2 separate regions of the Sus scrofa genome follow, and region 1 is linked to region 2. A link is a contact called in public HiChIP or PLAC-seq data. All regions are on one chromosome and are shown on one strand. Each heading gives the region's core, a stretch centred on a gene start, on an enhancer-like site or on the middle of the called end of the contact. The rest is flanking DNA. Distances are from core to core; before and after follow the strand shown.

Region 1 (5,531 bases), core at 248-2,747, 250 kb after region 2:
TGCCCATCCCACTTTCCCCTCAACCCCTAGTAACCACTATTCTACTTTGCCCTTTTGAGTTTGAGCGTTCTAGGTACCTCACACCAGGGGAATCTCACACAAACTTTGTCCTTTGGTGCCTGGCTTATTCCACTTGTTTTTAGAACTTTAAACAAACTTACTATGAGACATCATCTTCATACAAATGCACTGAACAGATTTTTTTAATTTTTAATATATTTTAATTTATTTTTTGCTTTTTAGGGCCACACCCAAGGCATATGGAGGTTTCCAGGCTAGGGGTCCGATAGGAGCTACAGCTGCTGGCCTACGCCACCGCCAGAGCCACAGCAACGCAGGTTCAGAGCCAAGACTGCGACCTACACCACAGCTCACAGCAATGCCAGATCCTCAACCCACTGAACGAGGCTAAGGATTGAAGCGCAACCTCATGGTTCCTAGTCAGATTCGTTTCCACTACGCCATGACAGGAACTCCCAGAGTTTGTTTTGTTGTTGTTTTTTAACATCTTCAGAGCGTAAGGCCCTGTGGAGAAGCAAAAATGAATAAACCTCTGCCCCTAAAGCATATACAGACTACTTAGGAGAAAAACAGGAGACAAGGCAGCCTCAGAAAGGGAGTGACTGATTGCGAGATGAGTGGTGTGGTCTTACTTTTGCTTGACTTCAGCTGCTGTAAGGAGAAATCTGTGTATATGTAAATACCACTTAAGTTGCAGTGGTTTTCTCTCGGTGGCGGTAAAAGCCACTCAGGTGTAGCTGCGCGCTCAGGCCTCACGGTGGCGCATCCACGAACCTGCAAGGGCGCTTCTACCACCAGTGGAAGGAAAAAAAAAAACCCTTCCCTGGGGCGGTGGCCGTCATCAGGGGGTTGGAAGCACTTCCTGAACATGCCACGACGTCGGGTCACCTCTACACTGCCCTCCCCCCACGGTCCTCCTGTAAGAGCCCTCCATTTCAGTCACTGCCTTTCACTTGCTTCCCTGCCATCCTCACCATCTGAGCCCACCAGGTCTTTCTGTCCTTTCAGCCTTCATTTTCATTTCGTTCTTCTTTTGCTCCTCCCCCTGCCCCAGGAGAATCTGTTTCCCAGTTCAAATGCAAATTCTTTGGCAAAATCCGGCTGAGCAGTTTCCCCCCCAGCCCCACCCCACTCCTAAACTCTTAAAATGATACACTCATTGTCACAAATACCACCTTGGAACTATATCCAGCAGCTTCCTGACATGGGTCTCCTTACTGATATGTGTTGTTTACTCCTTCATTACATAAGCACTGTGTCAGCTAAGTGCCAAGGAGCTGGGAGCACAGAACTAACAAGATAGAATCCTAGATTTCAAGACGTGTGCTGTCTAGGGGTAGATGGCAGGTAAACTTATAAAACAGTGTGATAAGGGCTGTAACAGAGAATAAGGAGCAATGAGCAGGAAGTGGTAAACACCGGGAGGCTGGTCTGGGTGCGTGGTCAGCCCAGGCTTTCAAGGGAGGTGAGGGTGGAGATGAGTCATCCAGAGACTTTTGGAGTTTACCAGATGGAAGAGGGTGGTAAGGGCATATCAGGCTGCAAAAATAGCCTGTGAAAACAACGTATTTCCTCATACTATCTGGAGTTCAGTGAGGTCAGGGCAAACCACGTGTCAGGGCGCTCCCTGCTTGCTTCAGCTAGCTAAGTGGATTTGGCATAGGTTTGTTTTTTTTGTTTTTTTGGTTTTTTTTGCTATTTCTTTGGGCCGCTCCCGTGGCATATGGAGGTTCCCAGGCTAGGGGTCTAGTCAGAGCTGCAGCTGCCAGCCTACACCAGAGCCACAGCAATGGGGGATCCTAGCCGCGTCTGCGACCTACACCACAGCTCAGGGCAACGCCAGATCGTTAACCCACTGAGCAAGGGCAGGGATCAAACCCTCAACCTCATGGTTCCTAGTCGGATTCGTTAACGACTGCGCCACGACAGGAACTCCTGGCATAGGTATTTAATTTTATAAGTGATAATAAATGTGGCTGACCTATCTGGCCTCTCTGTGCCTGGGTTTTATTTGGTGGGCACTATAGGAAAAAAAGAAAATTTTATTTTTTAAAATTAAAGTATAGTTGATTTACAATGTTGTGCTGTGCTAAAATTTTGAATTAGGTAGGTAGGAACTGTCAACTGAAAAAAGTGCACAACCTAAAAATTGAGAATTATGTTCTATTTGGTGGACAAAATTAAGAACTGATGCCCAGAGTCTCTCAGAGCACTCTAAGGGACTGCTCCAAAGACGTATGGGAGGAACCAGGATATATAGGAGCTTTTGCAACAAAGACCACATCAGAACATCAAAAAAATTACTGTTAATGAAAGAAAACCAGATATCTCAAGTCAAGTAATTTATTAGCACTTTTCTATGTACGGGAAGATGCAAGAGTCCAAGCTCACTGAAATCATTCCTGTGATATGTACTTCAGCTATCTGGGACCAGTATCCTGGGCTTTCTCATCCCGAGTCTCCTCAGGGTGCACTGCTCTGGGTGGCTGTAATGTGATGGCTTGATGGCTGCAACATCGTTTGTTTACTGCCAGAACAAGCAAAATTTTTTCATCAATATAAATTTATAAAATAAAATCAAGGTTCCTGCTCTCTATCAAAAAAAAAAAAATATATATATATATATATATATATATATCAGGAGTTCCCATCGTGGCTCAATGGTTAACGAATCCGACTAGGAACCATGAGGTTGTGGGTTTGATCTCTGGCCTTGCTCATATGGGTTAAGGATCCTGCGTTGCCATGAACTGTGGTGTAGGTCGAAGATGTGGCTTGGATCCCGAGTTGCTGTGGCTCTGGCATAGGACGGCAGCTACAGCTCCAATTAGACCCCTAGCCTGGGAATTTCCCTATGCTGCGGGTGCGGCCCTAAAAAGACAAAAATAAATAAATAAAAAATAAAATAAATTAAAAAAAAATTTTAAAAATCAAAAGAATGACATCTAGCCCACCTTCTCCACAGCAACAATTAGCTGGAGCCACTTTAGAAGGAGCCTGGCTGTCCCTGTTTACTGCAGGCCTTATGTCTCCCTGGTACTGACACCTAGCCAGAAATGTCAAGTTGTGCTATTTGCCTGATCCCTTGCTGAATTTGTGACCTCTGCTTTGACATGTCACTCTAGCTACAGGTGTGGGCTAGGATTCTTAAGAAGCCTATGCTGATCCCCCTCTGGGAGAGGTGAGGAAGAGGAGAGAAGGAGAGGGAGCAGGAGGTGACCCAGCCACTGACACTGATGGTTCTGCTGCTGCAGAAACATAGGTCAGAGCAAAGGAAGGAGAAATGAGGCAGCAGACCAATCCTGGGGCCAGGAATTGCACAAGGAACTGAGAAAGAGGTAAACAAACATGCACTCCTGGTCTGTGAGGGGGAGTGATGGGTCCACACCTGCCTGTTGCATAGTACAAATGGAGAGCTCTTTCTCTTCCTACTCCCATCTGTCCTATAGCAGAAGGAGCATGTGTGTGTGGATACACCAGCCCACAAATCAAATTCTGTCCACAGCTTCCCATGGCCCTGTCAAAAACCCACGCCTGGCCACTGTGCCACACTGGAAGCTTGGTCTCCTCTCAGGACAGACGCAAGAACCACGCTTGGCCAGACCTTAGAGACAGGTTCAGAACCATTCAGTGTGATGGTAAACAGGACTGTTTCCTTAATTCCCCTTTCTGATCTTCCATTGTGAGTGTATAGAAATGCAACAGGTTTCTGTATATTAATTTTGTATTCTGCAACTGTACTGAGTTCTAGAAGTTTTCCGGTAATATCTTTAGGATTTTTTATGTATAGTAAGTATCATGTCATCTGCAAACAGTGATGGTTTTATTTCCTCTTTTCCAATTTTGATTCCCTTTATTTCCTTCTCTGATTGTCACGGCTAGGATTTCCAAAACTATGTTGAATAAAAGTGGTGAGGGTGGACATCTCTGTCTTGTTCTTGATCATAGGAGAAATTTTTTCAGCTTTTCACCACTGAGTATGATGGTAGCTGCAGGTTTGTCATATGTACGGCCTTTATTATGTTGAGGTAGGTTCCTTCTATGCCCACTTTTTGGAGAGTTTTTTTTTAATCATAAATAAGCATTGAATTTGTCAAAAGCTTTTTCTACATCTATTGAGATGATCATATGGTTTTTATTTTTCGATTTGTTAATGTGTATCACACTGATTGACTTGTGGATACTGAAAAATCCTTCCATCAGTCATTTGAGCAGAGAATTTGGGGCCAAATCATGGGCTAGAAGGAAGGTGTGGGCCCTGGAGGGGCACATTTGGGCCAGTGGACTCCTCACCCCCTGGAAAGGGGCATGGTCAGAGGAGAGCTTTCTAAAGCTCCTGGCTAGGCTGAAGCCTCAAGAACAGAGATGTGCTTTGGGTACTTGAGGTACTGGGGTCTGTACTCATTTGCTAGATCTGCTGTATCAAAGCACCACAAACAGAGTGGCTTAAGATGACAGAAACATATTCTCCCATAGTTCTGGAGGCTAGATGTCCAACAGAATCAAAGTGTCAGCAGAGTAGGTTCCTCATGAGGGCTCTGAGGACGAATCTGTTCCAAGCCTCTCTCCAAGCTTCTAGTGACAGCTAGCAATCCTTGCCATCCCTTGGCTTGAAATATGTTATTCTAATCTCTGTCTTCATCTTAACATGGTATTCTTCCTGTATTTACATCTTCAAATGGCTAGCTTCTTATAAGTACACCAGTCAGAATTTGATTAGGAGCCCAGCTACCCCAGTAAGATGTCATCCTAATAAAACATCTGCAACAGCCCTTTTTCTAAATAAGGTCACATTCTGAGGCACTGGGGGTGAGTACTTCAACATATTTTTTTGGGAATCCATGAGGCAAGCCACAATTAGGTCTGTCATTATGTCACAGGAAATGACCAGGGAGGTAAGACTCACAGTTCCACAGAAACCACCTTTCGGCCAGGTTGCCTGCAGTTGGGGAACAACACAATGTTTCCTCAGGATAGCTTGGTTCTCAGTGACCCTTGCTGACAAGAGTTTACTGATCTTCTAGTATCATGGTGCCCCAGTCTCCCTGCACCTGTTTCCATCATTCTGGCAGCTTTCCCAACCAGCTGCCTTCATTCTGTGTACCTCTGCCTCCAAGTGATGCCTCTGGCTGACTCTGGACCTTGTGGCTGCTTACTCTCAAAATTTTTCGTCTTTTGCTGCCCTACCAGTTGCCCTGGCTATCCCCTCTAACCTCCAATTCAAATGGCTGGTCCAGAAAATTGCTGTGTTTCCTGCTTTCTCACCAGCAGCCAATGGGAACTGGCTGGTCTGCAATGGCTACAGTTGGGATGGGGGCCTGCCCACCCTGTTCCAAGTAGCTATGTTCAGGGCTATGGTATTGTTGTAAAAGCAAGGCCAGTTGTCTCTGAGGAAGCACCCCAAGTAGTTTCTTAGCAAGTTTCTAAGGGTAGCACAATTATTCACTGCTTCTTCAAAGGCAAGTTTTCCCAATCTTGGCGTGACTGACACTCTAGACTATGTAATTCTT
Region 2 (5,763 bases), core at 571-3,070:
TCCCCTTGAGCCAGGCGGAGCGGCGATCTCTAGAGGCTTCCCTGAGAGCATGCTCCTCACCTGGAATAAGCTATTCTCGTCAGCTCACATCCTATATTTTCCAGGATACCTCTTGTACAAGGCAGAGTTCTCAGGTTGCCAGCAACAGGACTGACCCTAAAGACACCTTATTGGAATGAAAAGGAAAGGTCCCAGAATTTACAGAATCTGACCCAAAATAGGCCCCAGGAAGAGGAAGAGTTAGGGTGCCTGAGGAGTCTAGATAGCAGGAGTTAATGGGCAGTTCCTTCAAGGGAGGACAGATTTTCTCCCCGTCTGTTCCTGTGCTCAAGGTCCAAATTCTTGGAGGAAAGAGTGTGGGTAGCCTGGTTTGGGTCACTTGGTCACGCATACTCCTTGGCCACAGCACTTTAATGGACATCCTCTCCCAGACTCTCTACCATGGGTTGGGACAGTTTCCCACAGGTAATCAAGGTGCTCCATCAAAAAGGAGGAGAAGGGGGATGGAGAGCAGACTAGACACTAGACCACAGCACACACACCCTGGCCCCTCCCTTCCTTCTGACCTTAGACCAATATTGCTGTCTTGCTCCACAGTGGCCTCTCACCCATTAGCCATGCCTCAGGTGGTTATTTAAATTGTGTGCTGTAGAATCATGGTCATAGCCATCACTGGGCCTTACATTGTGGCTGTCGCCCTCCTGAGGGGGAAATTTCCTCTCTTAATCCTCTTGTTTCTTCCTCAGGACTATGTTTGCATATAGGGCACTGAGCATAATCTTCTTTAATGGTTTTGAGGTTGTGGTCACAGATTCAAGTGTACACAGAAAGAGGCCAGGCAGGAAATGTCGATGGTGACAGACAGTAGGGAGTGTTGGGGACCTGAGGTACACTGGACAGCTGAGCCCTGTGTAGCCAAAATCAGACTTTTGCTTTTTTTTTTTTTTTTTTTTTAAGGCTGCACCTGTGGAAGTTCACAGGCTATGGTCGAAGTGGAGCTACAGCTGCTGGTCTATGCCACAGCCATGGCAACACAGGATTTAAACCACATGTATGACCTAGGCTTCAGCTTAAGGCAACACCAGATCCTTAACCCACTGAGCGAGGCCAGGGATTGAACCTACATCCTCATAGACACTATGTTGAGTTCTTAACCCACTGAGCCACTATGGGAACCCCCCAAAATCAGACTTTTAAAAAGAACAGTGGGAGTCTTCTTGTGGTTCAGTGGATTAAGGATCCAGTGTTGTCACTGCAGTGGCTTCGGTCACTGCTGTGTTGCAGGTTTGATCCCTGGCACAGGAACCTCCACATGCTTTGAGTACAGCAAAAAAAAAAAAAAAAAAAAAAAAAAGACTGTGTGGACCAAACAAACCTCATGTGAGAGCTTTAAGACCAGAGGACCATCAGTCTACGGAACGAACCAATCACTAGGAACAAGCCAGAAATGATGTGTCAACTTTTCACCCTTCACCCTGCAGCGTGGCTCCCCTCAGACCATGTGACGTTCTGCTTAAGTGAAGGAAGGGGAGCGGAGGAGACCCCCACTGGGAAACAGACTGTAAGTTAATATCTTAAAATATTTTCCAGCTCTTTCCACATTTGGCTAGGATAGACCCTTGTCTTGGGCTCAACTACATAAAATGGCTATAGAGGCACAATGCCTGGCTCAGACAAAAGCTGCTTTGACCATTGAGAGAGGAGAGTCTGGATCAGAAGGATCAATTTTGTGATGAATCAGTGAATGATGCTGAGTGGAACTAATCAGGCTTGCATTGTGTCACCCTTTCATGGCTGAGTGATTTGAAACCTGGCCACTCTCCAGAGATTTCTTCATGGCCTCTGTTGGCTTTCTGAGCATGTGTACAAACACACCACATACATATGCACACATAGGGAGGACAAGAGAATGTGGAAAAGTGCACTTGAGGGATAAGAAGCCTCAGAGAGATGCTAGAGGCATCCTGGACAGGACTAGAAACAAAGAGAAATGCAAGACGATGACGACCAGTGGAAGGAATTTAGCTCGATCTGCCTCTCGGGAGTCAAGGAGGTCTCAGGGAAACAGAGCCCCGGGTAACAAATTAACTCCTCAGCAAGGCAAATTCCTGGAGGATTAAAGGATAGGGAGCATTCCTAGCAGCACTTCTAGTGACTGAAGCCATGGGAATAGGAAGGGTAATCAATTAATTTTCCTCTCGGGAGTCTCACTGACATTGTTCCTCAAAGCATTGGGTGGATCTCCAAAGCCATGTTAAGTCAGGCCTGGATTCCCCATCCTATTAGTTAAGGTTATGTTGGTTTCAGGGAAGAGAAATGGACTTTGGCTGACTTGAACAAAAAAGGGGATTACTGGAAAGCCCCTGGAGCTTTTATGAAATCAGAGGGAGGCTGAACCCCATCTCAGGGAGGGAAGACACTGAGCTCCAGCGCTTGGTGGTTGTGACATTGATGTGACTGTTTGAGTGTGTCTGGGCTTTCGGCTCTTTAAGGAAAGTGGGTCTTATGGGCCCTGTGACTTACCTCAGGTTCCGTAGAAGCAGAGGGATACTGGTGCAAATGATTCACTGGGGAGTGCTCAGGAGAAACTTAATAGGCAGGGACATAGGATGGAGCAGGATCTAGAGCTGCAAGTCTAGCCTCAGCCTGATCCCACTGTGGAATCTAAAGAATGCAGGGCACTACAGCTATCCCACCTGACACAAGGGAGCCTGCCTTTTGGACCCCCATATCCATCAGTTATGGACAGTGGCTTGCCTTATGTGGGGGTGGGGCATAATTTCTCAAGCGTTCTGGGAAAAGGCTATTCAAGAGCAGGGGCAGCTGTGAGCTGTTAGCAGCCAGCACTCACAGCAGCTGGTGGAGGTGCACTGCCCAGGCAAGGGGGTCTGGGCAGAGCCCCAAGTGAACCCATGTGCCTGGCATGAGTGAGGTGTCCACCCAAGGGCAATCAATCACTTGAGAGAGAGAAGAGGTGGAACTTTGAGATCTTGGCATGCAGGGGCTGCTTCCAGAGGAAAGCAAACAGAAGGGTGAAGGACAGCTCTGCCAAAGGGTGTCCATTTAAATCATTTCCACTGAGAGTGCCCTTCTGGCCAGTAATTTTTTACAATATTATTTTTCATATTTTTTCCATGGTGGTTTATCATAGGATATTGAATATTGTTGCTTGTGCTATACAGTAGGACTTCATTGTTTATCTATTCAATATATAATAGTTTACATCTGCTAATCCCAAATTCCCATTTAGTCCTCATCCCTCCCTCATGGCAACCACAGGTCTATTCTCTATATTTTTTGTGAGTCTGTTTCTCTTTCATAGATAAGTTGTGTCCTTTTTTTTTTTTTTTTTTTTTTTTCTTTTTTGGCTGCCCTGGGCCAGGGATCAGATCCAAGTTGCAGTTTCGACCTAAGCTACAGCTGCAGCAATGTTGGATCTTTAACCCACCGTGCCAGGCAGGGGATTGAACCTGTGTCCCAGCGTTCCCAAGACACCACTGATCCTGTTGCACCACAGCAGGAACTCCATCTGTGTCCTATTTTAGATTCCACGTATAAGTGATAAATGGCATTTGTCTTTCTCTTTCTGACTGATTTTGCTTAGTATGAGAATCCTAGGTCCATGCATGTGGCAGCAAATAGATCCTTTTTTATCTGGCTGGTAAATGATATTACTTACCTAACCTCTGTGTGTGTGTGTTTGAATTTGTGACCCCAGATCTAAACCCCTTAATGAAGATTTAGGTGTCTAGGTATTACCCAGAAGTGGACTCTATAGGTATTAGGTATGAATGTGTTCTGCTTTAGTAGACATTGCCAAAGAGCTCCCCAGAATTTTTTTTTCCTTTTTATTAGCGAGGTTACCCACTCCTTTTCAGGTCTCAAACTTTGTGTGTGTGTGTCTGTCTGTCTGCCTGTGTATATACTCTTTTACTTCTTTTTACAGTTGCACCTGCAGTATATGGAAGTTCCCAGGCTAGGGGTCAAAATGGAGCTGCAGCTGAGGCCATAGCAACAGCAAATCTGAGTCACATGTGTGACGTATGCCACAGCTTGCGACATCACCATATCCTTGACCCACTAAGTGAGGCCAGGGATCAAACTCACATCCTCACAGAGGCAACGTCCGGTACTTAACCCACTGAGCCACAACAGGAACTCCTGGTTATGTATTTGATACTGCTTTTAATGACATATGAAAGTTGTAGTTGCCCACATCCTTACCTGCACTTGATATTGTCTTTTTCATTTTAGCTTTTCTAGTAGTCATATAATGTTCTCTCATAGTGGTTTTATTTATTTTTTTAATTTTATTTTATTTTTTGTCTTTTTTTTAGGGCCCCACCCACGGCATATGGAGGTTCCCAGACTAGGGGTCGAATAGGAGCTATAGCTGCCAGCCTACACCGCAGTCATAGCCATGCCAGATCCAAGCTGTGTCTGTGACCTATACCACAGCTCATGGCAATACCGGATCCTTAACCCACTGAGCGAGGCCAAGGATCAAACCTGGGTCCTCATGGATGCTAGTCAGATTCTTTTCTGCGGAGCCACGATGGGAATTCCTCTCATAGCGGTTTTAATTTGTGTCTCTCTGATGACTAATGAAGTCAAGCACTGTTTCATATGTCTGTTTCTTATTGACTTATGGGGGCTCTTTATATATTATGTCTATGGCTCTTTATATATTATGTTTATATATTATGTCTATTAGTCCTTTGTCAGATTTACATCTAACAAATCATATACAGCACCTGGTTATTTACAGTCATAATGACGCCTTATAGTTGAGTAGCATTTGATAGTTCCCAAAATTATATTTCCATATACTATCTCTTAAGATCCTCACAACAACCCTGGAGGTAGAGAGACAAGGTATTATTATCCTAATTTAAAGAAGGGCAACCTGCCCAGGATTACACAAGAGACAAAGGAGTGGGAGGAGTGCCTTGGTCACATCACCAAATCATGGTCAGAGTTGTTTCCTTGTAATAGAATGATACAATCATGCAGTTCAGGAACTGGGCAATGAGTAAACCCTGCTTTACCAGCTGACAAACACACAGTATCTCACCGTAGGGCTAACTCTTGTTAGTCAATGCAGGCCCCACATGAATAGGTCAGTTGGGAAACCCAGACCTCCCCTTCTCTCCTCCTGGCTCCACCCCCCTCCCTGACACCTAGGAATCACCATGATTATGACCAGGGCTGATTACTCTGGAAGGTGCCACCCTAGTGCTGTAGTTCCTGGGAGCCTGGTGTCATGGCTACCTATGAAACATTCCAAAGTTAACGCCCTTGGAAAGCAATGCTCTCATCAACTTCCACTGCTGCCCACAGGATTTGAGCACAGTGTCCTTATACCTTAAACATGTACCCCTGTCTGAGATAATTACACCTCCGACTCAGACCCCAGCCCCAGGTGTCAGGGAGAGTCAGCTCCCACACCTTTGCTTGCCTAGGGATACAGAGGCCTCCTGAAAGAAATAATTTCGAGTGAGCTTCCTGCCCTCACGGTGGCAGCTATTGATGTACTTCCCCTTGGTGGTTCCACAAAAAACAAAGGGAAGTGCTCCTTTCCCCAGGGTTACACACTTAGATGAGTGCACCTGCAGTAGCTGGCTCAGGAACCCCAATGCTATGGTTCTTTGGACTCATTCACTCAGTTTCTTTCCCAGGGAACAAGTCAGATGCAGGAATAAACTGTCCTAAAGCCTTTACATATGTATGTATGCAGGTACTGATTTAAATGTTAACTTCTCA

Evidence for each region. HiChIP or PLAC-seq counts read pairs in DNA pulled down with a chosen protein or histone mark.
Region 1: a contact with region 2 is called in an H3K27ac HiChIP or PLAC-seq map of alveolar macrophages. The contact joins two enhancer-like sites. A contact is called at or near these places in 4 of 47 Hi-C or Micro-C datasets (embryonic fibroblasts, liver, mesenteric adipose tissue and 1 more) and 1 of 2 datasets of contacts at active chromatin or transcription factors (alveolar macrophages).

Annotation. Positions count from the first base shown.
Region 1 is chr13:21,898,129-21,903,659 of Sscrofa11.1, forward strand. No RefSeq gene overlaps it. Among named protein-coding and RNA genes, the nearest start is that of TRANK1, 13 kb to the right of the region's middle. Within about 2 kb of position 1,498, at least 57 of the 83 cell types and tissues checked have an H3K27ac peak or open chromatin away from gene starts, as enhancers often do. A contact at or near this core is called in alveolar macrophages, where this site is marked.
Region 2 is chr13:21,648,816-21,654,578 of Sscrofa11.1, forward strand. It overlaps LOC100737115. Among named protein-coding and RNA genes, the nearest start is that of LRRFIP2, 15 kb to the right of the region's middle. Within about 2 kb of position 1,821, at least 18 of the 83 cell types and tissues checked have an H3K27ac peak or open chromatin away from gene starts, as enhancers often do. A contact at or near this core is called in alveolar macrophages, where this site is marked.